Linked DNA regions of Mus musculus: region 1 is linked to region 2. Evidence: chromatin contacts called from public HiChIP or PLAC-seq data. All regions are on one chromosome and are shown on one strand. The core of a region is the stretch at or near the end of the contact, and the rest is flanking DNA. Distances in the headings are between cores, read along the strand shown.

The links. HiChIP or PLAC-seq counts read pairs in DNA pulled down with a chosen protein or histone mark.
Region 1: a contact with region 2 is called in a FOXA1 HiChIP or PLAC-seq map of pancreatic cancer cells. The contact joins two enhancer-like sites. A contact is called at or near these places in 1 of 15 datasets of contacts at CTCF or cohesin (the NIH/3T3 cell line) and 2 of 115 datasets of contacts at active chromatin or transcription factors (extraembryonic endoderm stem cells and pancreatic cancer cells).

Annotation. Positions count from the first base shown.
Region 1 is chr3:102,675,617-102,681,620 of GRCm38.p6, forward strand. No RefSeq gene overlaps it. Among named protein-coding and RNA genes, the nearest start is that of Gm40112, 16 kb to the right of the region's middle. Within about 2 kb of position 1,730, at least 72 of the 459 cell types and tissues checked have an H3K27ac peak or open chromatin away from gene starts, as enhancers often do. A contact at or near this core is called in pancreatic cancer cells, where this site is marked.
Region 2 is chr3:102,164,872-102,170,814 of GRCm38.p6, forward strand. It overlaps Vangl1 (VANGL planar cell polarity 1), which reads right to left. Exons shown (of 8, transcript NM_177545.5): 5 at 1,967-2,100; 6 at 484-616. Among named protein-coding and RNA genes, the nearest start is that of Gm16160, 36 kb to the right of the region's middle. Within about 2 kb of position 4,525, at least 168 of the 459 cell types and tissues checked have an H3K27ac peak or open chromatin away from gene starts, as enhancers often do. A contact at or near this core is called in pancreatic cancer cells, where this site is marked.

The sequences.
Region 1 (6,004 bases), core at 480-2,979, 510 kb after region 2:
GTTTATGATAAGCCTTTCTCTGTGTGTGTATAACAACAGTAAGAACTGAACATAAATGTATGCATGACAGGTCTCGCAGGTGTGAATTCTCACAAGGGCGTGGCCACACTCAGCACCCTCTCACCCACAGTGCTCCAACAAGGACAAGAAACATTCCAGGTTGTCGTGGCAGATGCTGCCTTGCATATCCTCCCTGGATGGAGGTGATAGACAATGGAATGGACCAGAAGCAAAGCCCTTCAGCACATCGACAGCCTGCGAAAGGACTCTCACCACTGCCCTCATTTCCTCAGAGCTGGAGAAGAATCTAGGCCACTGAAGAACAGAGGCCCCACCATAGACTAACTGGGTAACTGAGAAATGGTTAAAACTGCCCAGCTGTTGGATGTAACCTCTATAAAATGAGAATAAGCAGGCCACCCCAAATGGTTCCAAGAGGAAACTAGAAATGTGTCTATCAATGTGCTCAGCCGAGCTTCTCCAGAAAGCCGCTTCTTCTGTTCCTCTTCAATGTTTTCTGAAGAGACTCAACCTCCCCACAGCGACCTCCCGACTCAGAATCCGGTGCTCCTGGAAAGCTGGCGTTTCAAGTATTCTGTTACCGTGTTAGACTATGTCCCCGACTTTGATTCTGAAAGCAAGGGCCCCTCTCTGATTGGAAGGCAAGTTCGACCCATGGAACTGCCCATCTGGAAGATGGCTCTGTCCTTTGAAGTAGGTTTCCAGAAGGCCCTTTTCCTCCCCCCCTTATTTACTGCAACTCATAGGGACAGTTTGTTGACAACCCCCTACCCCCAGTTCCCGAGGGTGAGGGAGGACCTTGATCCTTTAACACTTTATTCTCTAAGTGCCTGACGTCTTCTATGCAGACACACTGATGTTTAAGAGGTACATGGTTTGTTTCAGTCACTCGTCAGTTAAACTCATCCCTGTGTAAAGCAGGGGAGAGAGCACGGGGTTATGCACGTACCCGTCCTTCCTAACCCGCAGTACACCTCTGCCCCATCCATCACTGACCAGCAGCAGCTAGTAATTAGTTCTAACTAGGGGCTGAGCATCTAGTGGAGTCTATGGGACCATCTCCAAAACCACCTCCCCAACACCGTTCCTAGTTCTTCTCATCTTTACACCACTGGCTGCCAAGCTTCTCACTACCCTGTTTCCCTCCTTTGTGCACGTACACAAACACCCTCCAACACACATCCTCTCATTGGTTTTGGGCATCTCTAGTACCCAGCTTCTATCTCCACTCTCACTCTTCTACAACACTGAATTCATAGTGCCCAGCCATTGAGGAGACACTGACAGTGCCCTCCCAGACACCCTGAGCCTCTTGTCCCTCCCTCAGAGTCACCAAAGCAGAGACAGTTTACCAAGACCCTAGTTTAGAATTCATAATTTTGTGCTCTGTCTCTTAAAAAACAAACACTCCCCCAAACTGTAACACAAACTGAAGTGTTTGTTCACACAGAGTTGCAATCTGGAGAATGACGTCACAGGTGACCAGCCCCCCTGATCAACTCCTGACTCCGAAGCTCACACGCCACACCCTAGCCTCTCTTGCTGTGTTTGCTGTTGGCCGGAAGCTTCGCCATCTTCACTGCTTTCTGCAAAGACTATATTTATAGAGTAAAAGAGCTCTGAAGATGTTCAGTTCTGTGATCAGTCACTGCTGCCTCCTGTCCCAGGAACCAGCTGAATTGCTCACTGCCAAGCTGCTTGGCACACAGCACCAGCTGGCTTGTCAGCCTCAGCCCTGCAGGGAGCTGGGACAGGCAAGTCTCCTCTCCTCTTTGCATAGCAGCCCTGGGTGGATTCAGCATGAATACAGTGATATACCACCAGGGGAAAGGTGAATTGGAACATTTCTGCCTGAACAAAAAATCGGTGCTCTCTGTCGTTGAAGTCTCAGTAACAGTAAACAGGGATCTTTCACTACAGCCTCCCTGGACCCCTGAATCAGTGCCTTTGAGGTTCGACTCCCTTTGGAGCAGACACAAAAAGGCTTTCGATATCCCTGGCTTATGCAGACTTTGTAAATTGGTACAACCCGTCTAGGGGATGAAGTAGCATTCTTAGTAGAGTTGAAGATGGGCGTTCCTCTTCCAGGTGTGAATCTCAGAAGCGATGTAATCCGATCTGAGGATGCCTAACATAGAATCTGTAACAATAATGATGGAATTTAGAATGGAAGAGGAAAGGAAGGGGGGGTCAAGAGAGAAAAATGAAGAGACCTGGAACAACCAAAACATCCACCAACACAGGCGTGCACTAAAGCGTAGTGTGGTCTTATGAGGAGCTGTTGGTGGGGCTGGGGAGAAGCGCTTGCTGTCTGACCATGAGGCCTTCAAATCAGTGTGGGCCCTTGAATTCAGATCTCCAGCACCCGTGAGAAAAGCCAGGAGTGGTGGCTTATACCTATAACCTAGCCCTGGAAAAAATAAAGACACAAACATCGCTGAGGCTCATTAGCCAGCCGCATCAGCGAGCTCCAGGTTCAGTGAGAAACCTGGTTTGAAGCTACGGTGGAGAATGATGGAGGTCAATACCCAATGTCAACTCCTTACCTCCACACGTATGTACAAACACCCTGTCATGTACATAACATGTGCATGACACATATTCTACATACAAAAAAAGAATACAATGAATGAACTACAAGTGACTTATTAACACGAATAAATCTCAAAAAAATATATAGTTAAGTTTAAAGAAAGCTAAGTTGAAAAAAATGGGATTTCGGTTTTAACCACTTAAAAATAAACATACCTACTGTGTGTTGTTTGTGAATATATCACAGTGTTACAGAAGGTGACACTTCAGGGGGTAAATGGCTACAAGGTGGGAGGTTAGGGTTAGGGGAGATGGTTATAGCTGAATTTGCAACACTTTATTTCCTTAAATAAATATTTGAACTAAATCTGGTAGAATATTAACATTTGGTTAAGCTTGTGGTAAGAACATTGAGTATCGATTGCATCACTGCTGAGCTGCTGAGGTACTGTCCAGTTTAAAATATAATAGGTGTAAATAATTCTCTAAATGTTCTCCAGGCTTTTGCCTCACTCACAAAAGATAAAATGTCCAGTCTGGCCAAGTGGAAATTTACAATAAACAAAAACTAATAGGAAGGTCACCAACTCCTCCAGCCAGTTCCTGACACTGTAGCCACTCTGATCTCTGTAGCAGGGTCTCCTCCCTCCTGCTCTGGCCAGGCCTGTTGGCTCTGGCTGGGGCTGGCCTGTGGGAAATACCAGCAGAGAGACAAGCACAGGAAGAAGGAAAAGATTCCTCCCTGCTGACCTTGGAACTGGAAAAGGCTACATTTTACTACATCTCCAGTGTGTGGGACTCTCCTCCGTTCTACTGTGGTCCTCAGCTTGGTAGTGATCCCTCCTTTCTCTGTCTCCTTCAGGACTTGGGGTACACAGGGACCACTTTCTATTGCTGTCTCCTTCAGGACTTGGGGTACACAGGGACCACTTTCTATTGCTGTCTCCTTCAGGACTTGGGGTACACAGGGACCACTTTCTATTGCTGTCTCCTTCAGGACTTGGGGTACACAGGGACCACTTTCTATTGCTGTCTCCTTCAGGACTTGGGGTACACAGGGACCACTTTCTATTGCTGTCTCCTTCAGGACTTGGGGTACACAGGGACCACTTTCTATTGCTGTCTCCTTCAGGACTTGGGGTACACAGGGACCATTTTCTATTGCTGTCTCCACAAAGACTTCAAGGCCTCGTGTCAGTTTCCCTTCAGTTTGAACTCATCTTTATAAATGGTACCCTCATGAAACCCTCCTTAATACCTTGGCTCAAGTCTGCCATCTACTTTCTTCTGGGGCCCTGATCTCATGCAGCACACAGGAAGAGCAGGACTGCTCAGGAGAGTAAAAGTGCTCAAAGGGATGTGGTGGGGAGAGAGAGAAAAGTAAACAAAACAAACAAACAAAAGACAAAACTGCAAGACTGAAGAAGTAGCCTCAGAAAAGGCTTTTGTATTAGACTAACCACAGGAAACTGCCTCCATGGGCAACTTTGCCCTATAAAAGTAAGACTCTTCCATGTGGTCAGCCAAATAACAGGTTTCAGACCATGGCGTCATGACCATAGGATTGATGGAGGCTTAAGGAATGGTAAGAAGCAAAATGAATATCTCCCTCCAGGATAGATATAATGTTATCATCTGTATCAGAGTACCAGACTTCTAGACAGGGATAGAAATGTGACTTCTATGTTATGTTGCAACTCCCACAGAGCCAAAAAGACCCTAAATCTGTAACCTAGTTCTTACAGAGAAGAGATGTGTATGCAAATGTTCACACCTTGAGCTATCTAGAACACAGAGAGCTAGATGGTCCCTTAACTGTCTAGCACATCCTTTGAAGACTGAGTGTGCAATGTGCCATAGGGGTTGAGAATTCTACTCACCATCACACATGTTCCCACCATCACACATGTGCTTGCTCACCATCACACATGTGCTTACCCACCATCACACATGTGCTTGCTCACCATCACACATGTGCTTGCTCACCATCACACATGTGCTTGCTCACCATCACACATGTGCTTGCTCACAATCACACATGTGCTCACTATCACACGTGTGTATGAGTTTCCAGTTGGGTTTCTTATCCATGGAAACTGCCAGAAGGAGTGGGTTTTGGAAGGTACCGATGACACATTTCTGTGGAGAGAAGGTACAGCTTGAATCCTGACCGAGGTGAAGGAGAAAGCTACACACAGAGAGAAGATGCAGAGAGCAAACCAGCTTGGCTGGAGGAGCAAAACATTCATGAAGCAAATGACTTCCTTCTATTAATCTTCTCCCAGGTCCAAAATTAATCTTTCTTTAGAATTGTTAGTCTGATGAAATTTATTATCCTGGATGACAATAAGTCTTCCCAGGTTTAGAAAAAATTTAAAAGCATATGATGTATTCGTCCTGAGATGATTCCCAGACCCACTGCTACTCCTCAAAACTAATATTTTGGCATTTAATAAACCAGAGAAATTGGGTCATGAACTCAACATTAACAAATTTTAAAAACTCTAAGTAATATTTAATGTTGGCGATGTTTTGATCTTGTAATTTCTGCCATGACACTTGAGTTCAGCACCCTGTGGAAGCAGACTGCCAGAAGACTTTGCTCAGTGTAAGATCAGCTGCTCTAGGTCCCAGTTTTGTAATTTCAACTATCCAGATTCCGGGTGCTCTCTGACGGCTGGTGGAATGCTGTTCTCAACCTTCCGAAGAACTGCTCAAAACGGAATTAAAAAGGACTGCAGTAAGACTCTGAGGCTAAGAGAATGGGGGGGGGGGGAGGGGTATGATCTCTTACAGGAGCATGAGAATGTGGCTAGCCATGCTTCTCTCCGTGTCAGAGGTCCTGCAGACATCCCCACCTTGATGGCTAGTCATAACAAGAGCATCATCCCCAGGAAGGGCAGATTCCAGTCCTGCAGGAAAGTGTGGCTCTCTCATCAGTCTGCAAGCTCATGTCTTACTGTTTCCAGGACCCACGTAGGTTGGTTGAGTTGCTTATTCTCAGAATGAAACCATTATCACATCAACCCTGAGCCTTTGGGCAGAACTGGAAAGTGACCAAAGGCCAGTGAACAGATGAGTCAAATTGTCCCTCAAAAGGAACCTGGCAGTGATCTACTTCTTAAGTCTCACACTACAGAAGAGAAGACTCAGAGCTGGCAAGTGCACTGCCCAAGCTCCTGTAATGAGCGTGTGAGATTGTGTTTGACTACAAGTCTATCATTGCCTAGCAGTACTCAGGTCCTCCCATGGCAGTACATGGCCTACCTCTGTAGCCTAGAATGGTTGATCTCCTTTTTTTTGTTGTTTTCTTTCTTTGATTCAGTTACTTTTGTATTTGTCTTCAAAATAGAAATGAAATGTGTCTCCAATGTTATTCTATCGTATGTAACCTAGGCTACTTCTACTGGGGGCCTGCAAGTGTTAAATCTGTACGTAATGTAAGCATGCG
Region 2 (5,943 bases), core at 3,275-5,774:
GAAAAAGAAAAGAAAAGCAAGCAAGCAGAGCTTTAGTCCCCTTGTTCCACTTACCCCTCCCCCCAGCCCCCCAGCAACTCAGGAAGGGGAAGAATGAGGTGACAGGCTTAAGGGAAGCCACCTTTGTCACCTTCCATTCACATGGGAAATGGTGTGGGTGGGTCTTGCCCCCTCCAAGGGCAGCCACAGATGCCCCCTGGAAATCTGCTCTGAATGCAGATTCCCAGGCCCAGGCTTAGGCCCACAGACCACGTGGTAAGCCTTGTAAGTGGGCCCAGGACCTGTGATGGGTGTTTAGAGGTATGTCTGGTGGTGATTACACACAAAGTCTGAGAAACGTGAGAGTAACGTGGTCTGAAAACAGTCATCCAGGGCATGCGTACAAACAGAAAATTAATTCTGGAAGTTAAAAAAAATTTTTTTTTTTAAGTAAGAATAAAATGTTCAGCGGGAGGAGGGCCCAGGCGTGCAAGGGTCACAGACCTTGCTCTCCGCTTCTTCACCCTGCGTTCGTGTTCGGCCTCTTCATAATACAACTCGTTGTGGCTGGAGTCTCTGCGCCGAGCTGCTGCAGCAATCATGGCTCGGGACTGACCAGTGGCGTTATTACTAGGCCCTTTGATGAAAGGAGAAAGGTAGATAGCTTTAACGGTAAACGCCAGGAAATGGGACCGAGAAGCAGCACCAGGGTCTGTGGTCTGCTAGTTAGCGCCCACCCACGCCCCTACGGAGCACCCCTGGCTGGGCCTGCGCAGTACTCCACGCTCATGGCAGCCAGGAGATCTAACCCCAGTGTGATGGGGAAATGGAAAAAGAACTCTGAAGGGGCTGCCAACTGCTCACCCCTGAAAACGCCGGCCAAGAACAACACCCGCCGGAGCGTGCCGAAGAGGTCACTTACCATCTGCTACACAAAGTTTCAGTTTGGCCATAAGGGCAGCTGGGACATCGCATACAGCGGACAATGAGAGAGAGTGGGCAGGATGGGAGAACAAGGACAGACAGAGAAAAGAGAAGTCAAGGGACACTGACAGTGACCACACACAGGAACACAAGCTAAGCCGAGTGCTATCTCCCCCAACACCAAAGCCCAGCAACCGCAATACGCCCCGCCCCATCTGTGAATCGACCTACAAGTCCCGTATCACCCTGAGCATGACCCAACTTAGCTTATCACAAAGACACAGCCAGGACCTAATGCTTTCTTCTGGGTGCCTTAGAGAACTAAGTTTCCCAATCAAGGGTGAGGCTTACCAGTCATACCCCTCACATAGCCAAATTTAAAAAAAAAAAAAATATTTGAACACTAATACCAAAAACTGATACCTATGTAAACCAGATGTCTTACTGACAACATGAATCTCTCTGGGAGTCTGCAAAGCTCTTGTCTTAGCCCAGGTGCCCAGCAAGACGTAAGAGGGAGTCCTGTTTCTCACACTTAAGCATCTGACACCCTGAATGAAACTGGCCTCTGACTTGGTGAGTCTGCCTCCAGCTTCTGGTTGCCATTCCTGGCCAGGACTGAGAGACTAGAGAGGAGCTCCCAGATAGCTGACTCTCTAGGCTGAATACGTTTCTAGGCCAGGGTGGAGTATTCTAGGCCGAAAGCCCTGAGAGCATCGCAGTCTTTTGGTAAACAGCTCAGACTTTGAAAAACATTCCTTTCCGAGGACTTTCAATCTAAAGTGTTCCCAGCAGGAGGCAGGAAACACAGCTACAGTTTCCAATACCAAAATCTCCAAGTGGATGAACTTGATATATATATACACATATATAGACTGTAACTGACATTCCCCCGGAAAAAAATGTTTGTCTACATTTAAACTAAAAATATAAATTGTTCTAAAGTGAGAAAAGACCGTAAGGCAAGCACAGAATACAGGGTTGAAGCAAACGTACTATGAGGTTTAAGCCACAGAGCCACCTAACTGTGCGCCCCCCCCCCCAAACGGTTTCAAGCACATACCATCTACATTGTAGACTTTCAGGCCAGCCATGTGCTTGGCTGCTCGGAATTTGGATGCTGTTAGGAGGTTCGGGTTATAGATGGTGAAGTCCTTGTAGTAATTTTCCAGAACCACCAAGGCTGCTCGCTGGATGCTGTAAAATGAGGGCAAAAATGAATGCGGGGTTTTCACCGGAATTCAGTGGGGCTGAAATGAGAAGTCTTTCTGAGTCAGGTCAATTGTAAGTCAAGGTAGCCCTCCCAGGAAAGTCTGCTGGCTCCTACACTCCCCATGGCTCCCACTATGGCGGCTTCCTCTCCTTTCCCAGGCTCTGGCATTCCCCATATCCCATTCAGCCAGAAGCTGAAAGAGGAGAGAATTACAAGCTGTAACTGAGATTTAGGTTTGGGGTACATAAAGCTTTTCCTGTTTATCCTTAATTTACCAAAAAAAAGGGAAGGAAGTTGAGAAGCTCGCCCCCCCCCAAAAAAAAGGTAGGAACTTTGATGATGCTCTGAGACCCTCATTCAGTAATTGGTTACACACACACACACATACACACACACACACACACACACACACACACACACACATACACACACAGAGAGAGAGAGAGAGAGAGAGAGAGAGAGAGAGAGAGAGAGAGAGAGAGAGAGAGAGGCGGAGATTTGCCCCAGGTCTAAGGAACTGGTCTCCCATGTTACAGCAATGTCCTCCCTATGGGGCAGAGTCCTTTAAATGAGGCTTCAGTTAAACGCTAAGATATTCTGGGTCTTAAGATCCTCAGAAGCTCCTGCCCTTCAAGTGTCCTGGACACTCAGCAGATAATAGCTCCAAGCTACCATTTTGGAGCTCAGGTGATAACACACATATCCCAGAAGCATGCTGGGAGCTGAACAGAACACTGCAGGATCCCTGCTGTTTCAGAGATCCACCAGCTGTAACAGGGAGGGGCTTTCACTCATCTCCTCCCTTTTGACCTTCACGATCACTCCAGGGAAGAAAACAAAGGTACAGAAACCCACAAGCCACACAATGGCATGGCATGCCTTAGAGTCTGGCTAGAATTCTGGGGTGGATTAACAACCTAGATGCTGGCCCTTCACCCTGCGCTGTGTGTCCTGACATCTGCAGCTCCCGAAGCTGTTCGCCAAACACGCTGCACTAAATACCACAGCTCTGTTTTATCTTGCCCTTCTGTGTCTCTTTCCCAGCGCTCTGCTAAGATAATGGGCTTATAAGGATTATTTACAATGGCCTGAATGCCAGGACAGGGACTGCCTTGGATTCCTGGAGGGCTATGCGGCATCCCAGGGCTCTCTACCCCCTACTGACTGAGCAACCCTTAGCCAGACCGCTGAAGCCCCGACTACCCCCACTCCAAGACTCCCTTTGCGCTCCGCTTTAAGAATTGAACACAGGACTGAGGATGAGTCTCCAATGGCAGAGTATTCACCTCTGCACTATGTAGGAACCGAGCAGTCATTAGGTCAGCATGGAGTGCAAGACTAAGGCGGTCCTTGAGGTGAAGGGCTTCATTTTGATCTTACTGTTGTTCGGAGTTCTGCCCATTGTGTTTTCAATTTCCTCCTCCTCCTCTGCTATGACCTTCCCCAAAGAGGAACAAGTGTTCCTTCACTTCCAATGCATCCAAAAGTGTACCCGTCCCTATCACACACATGCACCCTTGCACATTGCTATGTTTGAAAACCCTAAGGATGAAAATAAGCTTGGTTATACACAGACACACTGGTTCAAACTAGTTCATCCCGTGCTTTTATACCAGCAGAAGAATTTCTCTAGGTGCTCAGATTAGAATATTAAAAAAAAAAAAAAAAAGTTCGTCACCAAAAGTTAAGAACTGGTAGGGAGAAATTGAGAGATGGCTTAGCCATTAAGCATTGGCTGCTCTTGTAGAAGCTCAGGTTCAGTTCCCAGCACCTATATGGCTTATAACCACATATAACAGGGGATGCAATATACTTTTCTGGCTTCTGTGGTCTGCATGAGTGTGGTGCACACAAACTCTGCAGGTATATACACATTATAAATAAGCAAGTAAATAAATCCCCCTTTAAAAAAGTCCAGAGTTTAAAGGTAGTTTCGGAAGTTAGCCTCAGGCCCACCTCCAAAGCAAGCCTTGTGGTGACTGCTGGGTTTTGTTTTTCATCCAGGTCACAAGGAGGAGCCCAGAGAATTCCATCGGCTCAGTCCAGTGCCTTCATCCCACATGTGCCATCTCTATAAGTGCCTTCTGTCCTTGTCTCCCTCTTCAGAGCTCCAACCCTGCCACCTTAGCATGGCCTAAGACACGGTTGAGGTAAGGCCCGCAGCTGCCAATGTTGGAGCAAAACTCTATGCATCCCCTAAGAACTTCCCACAGATAGGGCTGATGCCCAAGGACAGAGCCCCGGGGCTTCATGCAGGGCCTCAACCTTGCCAAGGCCAGAGAAGCCCATCTCCCAAGAAGCACAGAAGAGAAGAGCAGGCATCCTGCGCCTTCTCCAACCCCATCATCGCACAGAGCTCCAGCGTGACTCAGAGCCAGGCACGGTCCTGGCCGGATGCCCAGGCTGACAAGCTAATGCAGGAGCTGAAGTACTCGCGCCAAGTTTATAAATGCCTCCAAGAGCTGTGCACACTCTCGCCTACAGAGAACCATTTGTCTGGCACTCAGCACATCTAACAATACGAGGGAAGGAGACTTTCCACAGAACTAAGACAACACACAACCAATGTGCCCAACTTTAAAAGGTTGCAGTCGTTTGAGCTAAAATCCAACATCACAGTGCTTCATCTTTTTTACAGAGCAAACTATGTACTGCATGCCTGAAGTCTTGCCAAGATACAGGATGGTGATTCCTTGTGTTCATGGCTGAGCTGTGCTTTGTACATAACAGCCATAAGTCACGGGTGCAAACAGCAGGCAGACGTTCCCAGTGCCCATGTTCTGCTCCAGGCTACAGGAACAATCTAAGCACTCAGAACTCCCTGGTTGATGTCATTTTCCACATTCTCCCTTGCTCTTAGCAAGCAAAGTCATTTCAGGGGTTTAGGTGCAGGCTAAGTCATAGACCCACAAGCCCAGGACTTACAGTGCATCCCTTCCTCCAGCCAGTGTCCGTGCTCAGACACCTTCCTTGCCTTGGATCCTCTGTATCCTCCAACTGTGGTACCACACAGGCCTCTATCAGTAAGCCTTTCACACTCCCTAGACCCTAAAGTCTGTCCCTACACTCAGAGCACCCAGCATAACACAGACCAGTAGTGTCTCCTACAAGGAGTTAGATATGCAACCCCTGCCTCTTTAACTTCTTACACAAGTCCCTCTCACACAAGCAAGGCCTCCTGTATTTCCTCCATATGTAACACTTGTTGGCTCAAATTGTCTGTTTATAAAACCTTAGGATTCCCATAGGTTTAACATTAAGATCTTAAGGTTTAAGACTAAGAAGAATTTCATGAAGCCATTAGAGGCAAAGGCGGGGGGGGGGGGGGGGCTGAGAGATGGTTGAAAGCAAATCTTTAAACTCATCCTGATTCCTAGACAAGATCATCTCTGAGGAAAGACAGGGGCAAGGAAAGTCAAACTGGCGGGGAGCTTGGCATCATACCAGCACTGGAGCCAGAGAGGAGAGGCAGTGAGCAGGCCAGCCACCTTCACGCAGGAGTCCTGGGTGCAGGCTGTGGAGACAAGCCCATCATGGTCCCAGAAGTGTGAAATGAAAGCCATCTCCTCGTTCTCCTCCAAAGCCAATAATCAAACAAATCATAATTCAACTATTCCGATCTCCCACTTTATGAAACAATTGATAGTACTTCATACCCCCTAGAGAACTCCAGCCTCTCTGGAGAGAGAGAGAGAGAGAGAGAGAGAGAGAGAGAGAGAGAGAGAGAGAATATGAATCATTTTATCTTAAATTATTCACTTTTTCAAATTTCATTCTTTTTTTTTTTTCTTGAATAGGATGGGACTACTAATCCAGAATGCCTGGCA